Linked DNA regions of Sus scrofa: region 1 is linked to region 2. A link is a contact called in public HiChIP or PLAC-seq data. All regions are on one chromosome and are shown on one strand. The core of a region is the stretch at or near the end of the contact, and the rest is flanking DNA. Distances in the headings are between cores, read along the strand shown. Region 1 has its middle 88 kb from the start of WDR75. Region 2 overlaps COL5A2 (collagen type V alpha 2 chain).

Region 1 (4,367 bases), core at 459-2,958, 220 kb before region 2:
CTAGGGCTGCTCCCACGGCATATGGGAGTTCCCAGGCTAGGGGTCCAATCAGAGCTGTAGCTGCTGCTTACACCAGAGCCACAGCAACGTGGGATCCGAACCGTGTCTGCAACCTACACCACAGCTCACGGCAACGCCAGATCCTTAACTCACTGAGCAAGGCCATGGATCGAACCTGCAACCTCATGGTTCCTAGTCCGATTCGTTAACCACTGAGCCATGATGGGAACTCCAATTGAAGGTATTTAAAGTGTACATTGCGGTGATTTGATACACATATATATTGTGAAAGGATTCCCCCATCCGTATAGCTAATTAACACACGTGTCACCTCACGTTCATCTTTTTTGGTGAGAACATTTAAGTTCTACTCTCTTAGCAAATTTTAATTATACAATAAAGTTTTATCAATCTTATAGCTGAAAGTTTGTGCCATCTTACCAATCTAATTGTTACACATTAGATTCACCATGTAGCTGAAAGTTTGTACCCTTTTACCAACGTCTCCCTATTTCCCCCATCCACCAGCCCCTGATGACCACTTTTCTGTTCTATGTTTCTATGAGTTTAATCCTTTATTTTTAAAGATTCCACATACAAGCATACCATGGAGTATTTGTCTTTTTCTGTCTGGCTTATATCTCTTAGCATAATGCCTGTAAGATCCTTCCATGTTTTAGCAAATGGCAGGATTCCTGTCTTTCTCATGGCTGAATAATATTCCACTCTGTGTGTGTGTATATCTGGTTATCTATCTATCTATGTATCTATGTATCTATCTATCTATCCCACATGTTCTTATCCACTCATCCATTGAGTTGTTTACATATTTTGGTTATTGTGAATAATGCTGCAATGAAGATGGGAGGGCAGATATACTGTTGGTATCCTTTGTTCATTTCCTTTAGAAATTTCTACTTTTAGGCTTACTCTTCCAATTTTTAAATGTTGTCAACTAACTGAAAAAAGTCTAAAATGCTATGTAAGTCAAACTGAACATGTGTTTGGGCTGGACCCAGTTTGCCACATCTGTGTAGAGTCTGATCCACAACAGAATCAAGGGAGGGATGAGTGTGGATCTGGGAGAAGAACTGCCTTTTCAAAGGAAGCATGTGTGTGGGAAATGCCAAGAGTAAAGGAGAGATGAAGGACTGAACTAGGGAGTGGAGCAGCGATGAGTCACTTAAGGAGTCAAGAGAGATCAGGTCGCCCTCCATTAACATGCCTATTAAATGAAGGAATAACACTTATTGGGATAATGCTAAAACATTTTATAATATTATGCCTTCTTTCATGTTCATATCATCATATTGTCAGGAAACAAACCAATAAGACCATGTATGGATTTTGGATGCTATTTAGAACTAGGTGGTTTATTGTTTGGTACTTTGGGGAGAAAAGAAGAGAAAGTGGAGGAGCCAGCTAAGAGTAGAGAATAGGCCTTGGAGGTGAAGACTGCTAATCTGTAAATGAGCGAAGTACAGTTAAATTAAAAGAGTATGTAGAGAAAAGAGCTCAGGAGTATTGTTCAATACTTAGAATGGAAAGCGAGAACTGGGGTTAGACAAAAGTGGAGAATAGCCAGGAATCAAGTCCTGGTGGGCTGGGAGGTGACTTGGCAGTTTTGGTCAAAGTGGAAGCCAAGGTGAGATACTGAACTGGGTGGCCAAGATCAGAGCCAGAACTATTGAATACGGAGCCAGGGATCTGGAGGCAGTTTGGAAGGATATGCAGGGGGGGCTATGCCAAGAATATATACCCTCTGGTTTGGAGTTTTCAAATGGGAAAATTGCTGAGTTCACAATAGATATTATGTAACATAGTGATTCTTCTTAGGCCAGTCTTTATGTTAACATCGAATTAAGAGTTAAACAAATTTAAAATCTGGAATTTGGTTTAAAAAGATGAAAACATCCAAACATATCATCTTTCCAACAAATGTTTTTTAAACAGATATTTTAGCCAAGTTGCCTAAGAACAACAGTTGACGAGAACTGCACGTCTTCAAACACTGTCTACTGCAGAATGGAAACAGGAACCTCTGGGAATATCTATGAGTCATAAAATGTTGTAGGAACTTTCCAAAGATGCTTTTTTTTGTTAGGATGGAGAGTTCTAATCTCACATTGGCAGGCTTTCTTGGCGACAAGGTACATTGTTTACTTTGATTCCTTCTCAGCTGTCCTGCATGACCTTGGTTCATCAAGTTTTTGATATATTGGAGCAGAAGAGTTGCATAATATGATGAGATTGTAACCCCTTCTGCTCTTCTAGTCTCTTAAAATAGATAAAAATCATGATTCTAATCTAAGCTTTCTCTGTATGTTCAATTTTTTGAAGAAAGTATTTAGATTACTCCCATAATTTTGAAAGCTTATAGTACTGATAATTGGAGACATATGGTTTATTTAATTAAAAGAGGGATGTCAAAAAACATTTCATAATGCTGCCAGAAAGGATTATTTCTGTGTGTGCATGTTTGCATGAGGGGGTTATTTAGTATAGTTTAAATACTGATATTTCAGTTTGGCAAAATACAGACACAAATGCATATATCATAAACATAGTTATCAATGTGAAGCACTGACCAGAAAGTAGGCCAGAAAAAAAGAGTACCTAAGCCTTAATCCATAAATTAATCCTGAATCCAGATTCTTTGATATTTAATGGAATGTGAATAATTTCTAAATTGATTTATTGTTTAGACTTTTTTCCTATCTTTATTTAATTCTTAAAATAGAGGTGTACTTTACTTAACATGTGAAAATCTTAAGTGTACAGTTCAGAAGTTTTTCAACTTTGTGTAATCATCACCCAAATCAACATACAGAACATTTCCATCACCCAGAAAGCTTCCCTGTGCTCCTTCCTAGTCTTTTTCCTACCTCTTCCAAATACCAGATAGTGTAGATTAGCTTTGCATGTTCTTGTACTTCAAATAAATTGAATTATATAGTGTGTACTCTCTTGGCTTTGGTGTCTTTGACCCAACTTGTTTTGAAGATTCATACACATTGTTGTGTATATCAATTGTTCATTCCTTTTAGTTGCTAAGCAGCATCCATCATGTAAGTGTACCACTGTTTTTTTTTTTTATATTATTTCTCAAATACGTTATTTTTTTCTACTATACAGCATGGTGGCCCAGTTATACATACATGTATACATTCTTTTTTCTCACATTATCATGCTCCATCATAAGTGACTAGATATAGTTCCCAGTGCTATACAGCAGGATCTCATTGCTAATCCATTCCAAAGGCAATAGTTTGCATCTATTAACCCCAAGCTCCCAAACCATCCCACTCCCTCCTCCTCCCCCTTGGCAACCACAGTCTATTCTCCAAGTCCATGAATAGACATTTCTCCAAGGAAGATATACAGATGGCCAACAGGCACATGAAAAAATGCTCAACATCACCACTGTTTGTTTTATTCTCTTCATGATAGGTTTGCATTGTTTCAGATTTTGGCTATTATAAATAAGGGTGGTAAAACATTCATGTGATTGTCATTTTGTGGATATGTTTTTATTTTTATTTTTATTTTTGTCTTTTTTTTTTTTTTTGTCTTTTGAGGCCCTCACCTGTGGCATACGGAGGTTCTCAGCCTAGGGGTCTAATCAGAGCTGTTGCCACCAGCCTACGCCAGAGCCACAGCAACGCCAGATCCGAGTCATGTCTGTGACGTACACCACAGCTCACGGCAACACTGGATCCTTAACCCACTGAGTGAGGCCAGAGATTGAACCTGCAACCTCATGGTTCCTAGTCAGATTCGTTTACACTGCGCCATCATGGGAACTCCTGTATATGTGTTTACATCTTGGGTAATATCTAGATGTGGGGGTCACTGCATCATAGGACTTTGGCAAGTTGTTTGGCAATTTCTTATAATGTGGCTGTATGATGTTACAATCTTATCAGCAGTGCATGGAGTTTCAAATGTCCTACATCTTTGTCATCTTTTGGTATTATTAGTCTTTTTGATTTTAACTACTTGAGTGGGATTAAAACATCACATTGTGACTTTTATTTGAGTTTCTCTGATTACTAATGATATGAAGAACTTTTTGTGTGTTTTATTGACCATTTATATATCTTCCTTTATGAGGTGTACCTTCAGTTCCTTTACTCATTTTTTTCTCTCTCTCTCTTATATATATGTAATATAATGTAAAGTCCATTATATTACATATATATATATTCATTATATAATGTAATGGCATTTACATGTCTATATGAATATATATATTAATATTTATACATACATACTTTTTTGGTCAAAAATTCTCTTTATATTATGTAAGTCCTTTATCAGATAAATGTTTTCTGAACATTTTCTCCTAGTTTGTGTCTTGTCTATTC
Region 2 (4,247 bases), core at 1,353-3,852:
ACTGTTGGTAGTTCTTCAGATGTCTGTCCAGTGTCCAGGATGACAGATAGTTGGAAGGTGACTTCAGTTGGGTAGAGGTAGGTGGTCATGTAGACAACACTGTGTGTCGATGTGCACAGAATAATTGATAAAACTGAGTCCTAAGTCTAGGCGGAAGTTGCTATGGAAACAGTGATTGGACTTCCAGAAATTCTTGTTAGGATTCAGTGAATCTACTCCTTATTCCTCTTACTCTTCTGTTTCCCCTCCTTTCTGCTTCCCTTCCCTTCTCTTCTTTTCTCTTTGTAAGTGATATGCTCCATTTCCTATCTTGATTAGACCTGAGACAGTCAGTGTGAAGTGTGTGTGTGTGTGTGTGTGTGTGTGTGTGTGTGTGTGCGTGAAAAGAATGAGGAATAGTTATTTATGTAGAATTGAGCAAGGCAATCCTGGCAGACACCCAAGTAGGAAATCTGTCCCTCTCTTATCCTAGCAAACAGTCGTGTGATGGTGTTTAGTAACTGACTCATTTTAAAAAATGTGCCTGTAGCTTTTGCTGATTTCCCTGGTGTAAATACTCCCACCATGGCTGTTTTCAAGATACTGGAATGATGTCATAAAACACATACAGGTAGAATGCTTTATCTCAGGTCCCAAGACTTGTCTACCTGGACAAGAGATATATGGCCAGCAAAATATAAGCTGGTGCTGTTATCATAAATATGATTTTTCTCCCCTTACTTCCATAACCATCAACCACTACTTCACACAGTAGAACACAATTTCTTAACACGATTGATGTTTGGGGCCAGATAATTCCTTATGAATTGTAGGACACTTGGCAGCATTCCTCATTTCTACCCTTTAGATGCTAGTAGCAGCACCTGCCCCCTCCCTCATAAAATACCTCTTGGTGTTGCCACATGTCCCTTGGTGAGGGGTGGAAAGTGCTTAAGATTAATAACTACTGATGTAGTGATACTTTCATGAAGCCTTTATTACTAACCAGTTATCATCATGATTGGCTCTCAGCATGTCCTTAGTTTTAAGTGTATTGTCCTGGAAACTTCATAGAGACAAACTAGGAACCTGTCAGGAGGTGGACAGTCAATGGTGTGCTGAGTTCTAATTCTACAGGACACTTAACCTCTATAGATCTGTTTCCTCATCTGTAAAAGTGGAAATATACCAGTTCTTACTAACTCTAACATCATTAGTAGTCTTTTCTACTTGGGACTGTTTAAAGTCGCCACCTAGTGGCAATCTACAAGTACTTTCTGTTTTATCGTGGATTGCTGCCTGAGATACTGGGAATATTCTGGAGGATGGGAAGGAATAATTATACATTGAACACTCACCTTAATATAAAACTTATGTGCATCAGATCACTTGGAAATATGAAAGTATGTGTTTTAATGTATTCTAAACATAATTTTTGTTTTAAAGTTTTATCAGTAAAATATATAATATTTTTTCTTATTTTCTCTTATAATCATGCTCATTATGCTCACTTAATTTTGATAACTTTAACAAGTTTTTATTGATTTTAATCTCAATTTGTATGGAAGTAAATCATGTAAGCTATTTAGAGGAGATACCATGGAGGCACAGAATGCATCATGAAGCCAGTGAGAAAGTGAGCTGTCTTCAGAGCAGACTTTTAAACATGATCATTAATCACAGAGAACTGGAAAAAGGACATACGTTTTTGAGGATTAATATTAGCCAAACCTCTCTCTACTCCCACGGACACTAAATGTTGTTTTTGGTTTTGTCTTTGGAAATCTCTTTGGGAGCAGAGATTGTTTTAGCTCTTTTTTTGTTGTTGTTGTTATTTTTTTATCTCATTTTTCTCAATATTAACAATACTTGGTTATCAATGATCAGTTTCACACTTTAAAAATACTTTAAGAGTTTTCCACACAAGGTTTTGTGAGTAGGCTGGACTATTGCCAATATACATTTCCAGCTCATGGTGTCACATTTATATGATTCAGAAGTCCTATATAGCAATTAAAAATTAGCCTCCATTATGTATAATGAAAAAAGAGTGCAGTGATTTGTTAGTGGTTTAGCAGTCAGAAGGGTCTTGATTTTTAAAGGGTGAGAATAATTTTCTGAGAAATTAGTTTTGAAAATGTGAGCTTTTTTAGGCTAAGTTACCTACTTCTATTTGAATAGATAAATTAGCTGAATTATTCCACTACTCCAGAAAGTAAACATGTCAAACATAAATGTTTGAATATATTGAAATATATTAGTTAAATTTCTCAATAGCTATTATGCCCCCAAACATCCTATACAAACTGCCCCCTCTGCTTATCCCATATTTACTCCCTCTGCTGTATCAGGTCATTTTGGCTTATTATGTAGATATTCTCATGCTTAAGCATAAGAAGCTTCTTTTGCTATTAAACTCTAACTCACTTACCATATTTTTCTTGATCCCTGCTTCTATTTAGTAAAATCACATTGGATTTTGAGTTCTTTAGTCCTTTCTTTCCTTTCTTTCTTCCTGTTTAGAATCTCCAGGGTTAAAAAGCCAGCAAATACTTAACAAGTCTTATGGGAATGATGAGGTTAGGAGACGGAGCCTTTCCAGAACTGAGGACGTGGCTGTTCCCCAAGCTGCCTTCAGAATGTGGGTTAGGAGGAGGGTGGAATTTGGCAGCTAACGCTCATTGCTCACTTCCCTGAGAACTAGACTTGGCAGAGTCCCCATGCCTTTCCCTCTCCTTCTCATTGCTCTGGTCTACCTTTGGGAGTGGTAGGGAAAATAAAGCGTGCCAGACTTCAAGTACTAGGGTAAAGAGGATTGAAATGTGAAAATGTAATAAGCATATACTGAATGTCTACTATCAGCCAGGAAATATGTGAAGCATTAAAAAATTAGAAAGATGAGAAAAACCACAAACCCCGATCAGGAACCCATCACATTCTTTTTATAAGTGAGGAGAGATTAAGCAAGCACATACAAAGTTAATTTAATCTAAGACAGACAAATGAATTTAGAAATTGTTGGAGTTTCCTGGTGTCCGAGTGGTTAAAGGGTCTAGCATTATCACTGCTGTGGCTCAGGTCACTGTTGTGGCACAGGTTTGATTCCTGGCCTAGGAATTTCTGTATGCCATGGGCATGGCCAAAAAAAAAAAAAAAAAGAAAAAAAGAAAAAGACAATGTTGATTAGATATTCTTGAAGAGCAAAACTCAACCAAATAAGCAAGCTGATTATAAAATACTGATGAACTGAATTCAGTCTTCCAAGAAGAATGATTACTGGGGATTTAACACATCAAAAGTAAAATTCTTACACAGAATATACCATGTTCTGATGGTAGAGGCTGTAACCAGTGCTGAAATCTGCAATGTTGGCATAGCTGATGAAACATACTGTAGGGGGCTGGCTTGCTATTTTTTAAGACAATTTTTTAAAGGTAGTTTTAGGTTTACATCAAATTGAAGGTAAAGTACAGAGAGTTCCTATATACTCTCTGCCCCCATACATGCATAGCTTTCCCCATTATCAACATCCCCTGTCAGAGTCCATAGTGTACATTAAGGTTCCCTCTTGGTGTTATATATTTTGTGTCTTCAAGCAAGTGTATATTTACATGTGTATACCATTATAGTATCTTAAGAGTATTTTCACTGCCCTAAAAATCATTGTGCTCTGTCTATTCATCCCCCACATCCTCACCCTAACCCCTGCAGCCACCAACCTTTTGCTGTCTCAATAGTTTTGCTTTTACCAGAATGTCATAGAGTTGGAATCATACAGTATGGCTAGTCATTTAAAAAATAACGAAAACACTTCTCCATTGAGAAGTCTGTGCATTTTGTTTTCTACTAAGTACATATTTATTTATTTATTTATTTATTTATTTATTTTTTGTCTTTTTGCTATTTCTTTGGGCCGCTCCCGCGGCATATGGAGGTTCCCAGGCTAGGGGTCGAATCGGAGCTGTAGCCACCGGCCTACGCCAGAGCCACAGCAACGCAGGATCCGAGCCGCGTCTGCAACCTACACCACAGCTCACGGCAACGCCGGATCGTTAACCCACTGAGCAAGGGCAGGGACCGAACCCGCAACCTCATGGTTCCTAGTCGGATTCGTTAACCACTGCGCCACGACGGGAACTCCTACTAAGTACGTATTTAGCAATGGGTTCTAACTTCTACTTGCTTGTTTTCCAGGGTCCGCGTGGTCCTCAGGGAATTGATGGAGAACCAGGTGTTCCTGGTCAACCAGGTGCCCCAGGACCTCCTGG

What was found. HiChIP or PLAC-seq counts read pairs in DNA pulled down with a chosen protein or histone mark.
Region 1: an H3K27ac HiChIP or PLAC-seq map of skeletal muscle shows a contact between it and region 2. The contact joins two enhancer-like sites. A contact is called at or near these places in 10 of 47 Hi-C or Micro-C datasets (embryonic fibroblasts, fetal skeletal muscle, fibroblasts and 5 more) and 1 of 2 datasets of contacts at active chromatin or transcription factors (skeletal muscle).

Annotation. Positions count from the first base shown.
Region 1 is chr15:93,890,597-93,894,963 of Sscrofa11.1, reverse strand. It overlaps a transcript of COL5A2 not described here. Among named protein-coding and RNA genes, the nearest start is that of WDR75, 88 kb to the left of the region's middle. Within about 2 kb of position 1,708, at least 18 of the 83 cell types and tissues checked have an H3K27ac peak or open chromatin away from gene starts, as enhancers often do. A contact at or near this core is called in fetal skeletal muscle, omental adipose tissue, retroperitoneal adipose tissue and 1 more, where this site is marked.
Region 2 is chr15:93,669,341-93,673,587 of Sscrofa11.1, reverse strand. COL5A2 (collagen type V alpha 2 chain) reads left to right here. Exons shown (of 54, transcript NM_001105289.1): 7 at 4,174-4,247. Among named protein-coding and RNA genes, the nearest start is that of COL5A2, 87 kb to the left of the region's middle. Within about 2 kb of position 2,602, at least 17 of the 83 cell types and tissues checked have an H3K27ac peak or open chromatin away from gene starts, as enhancers often do. A contact at or near this core is called in fetal skeletal muscle, omental adipose tissue, retroperitoneal adipose tissue and 1 more, where this site is marked.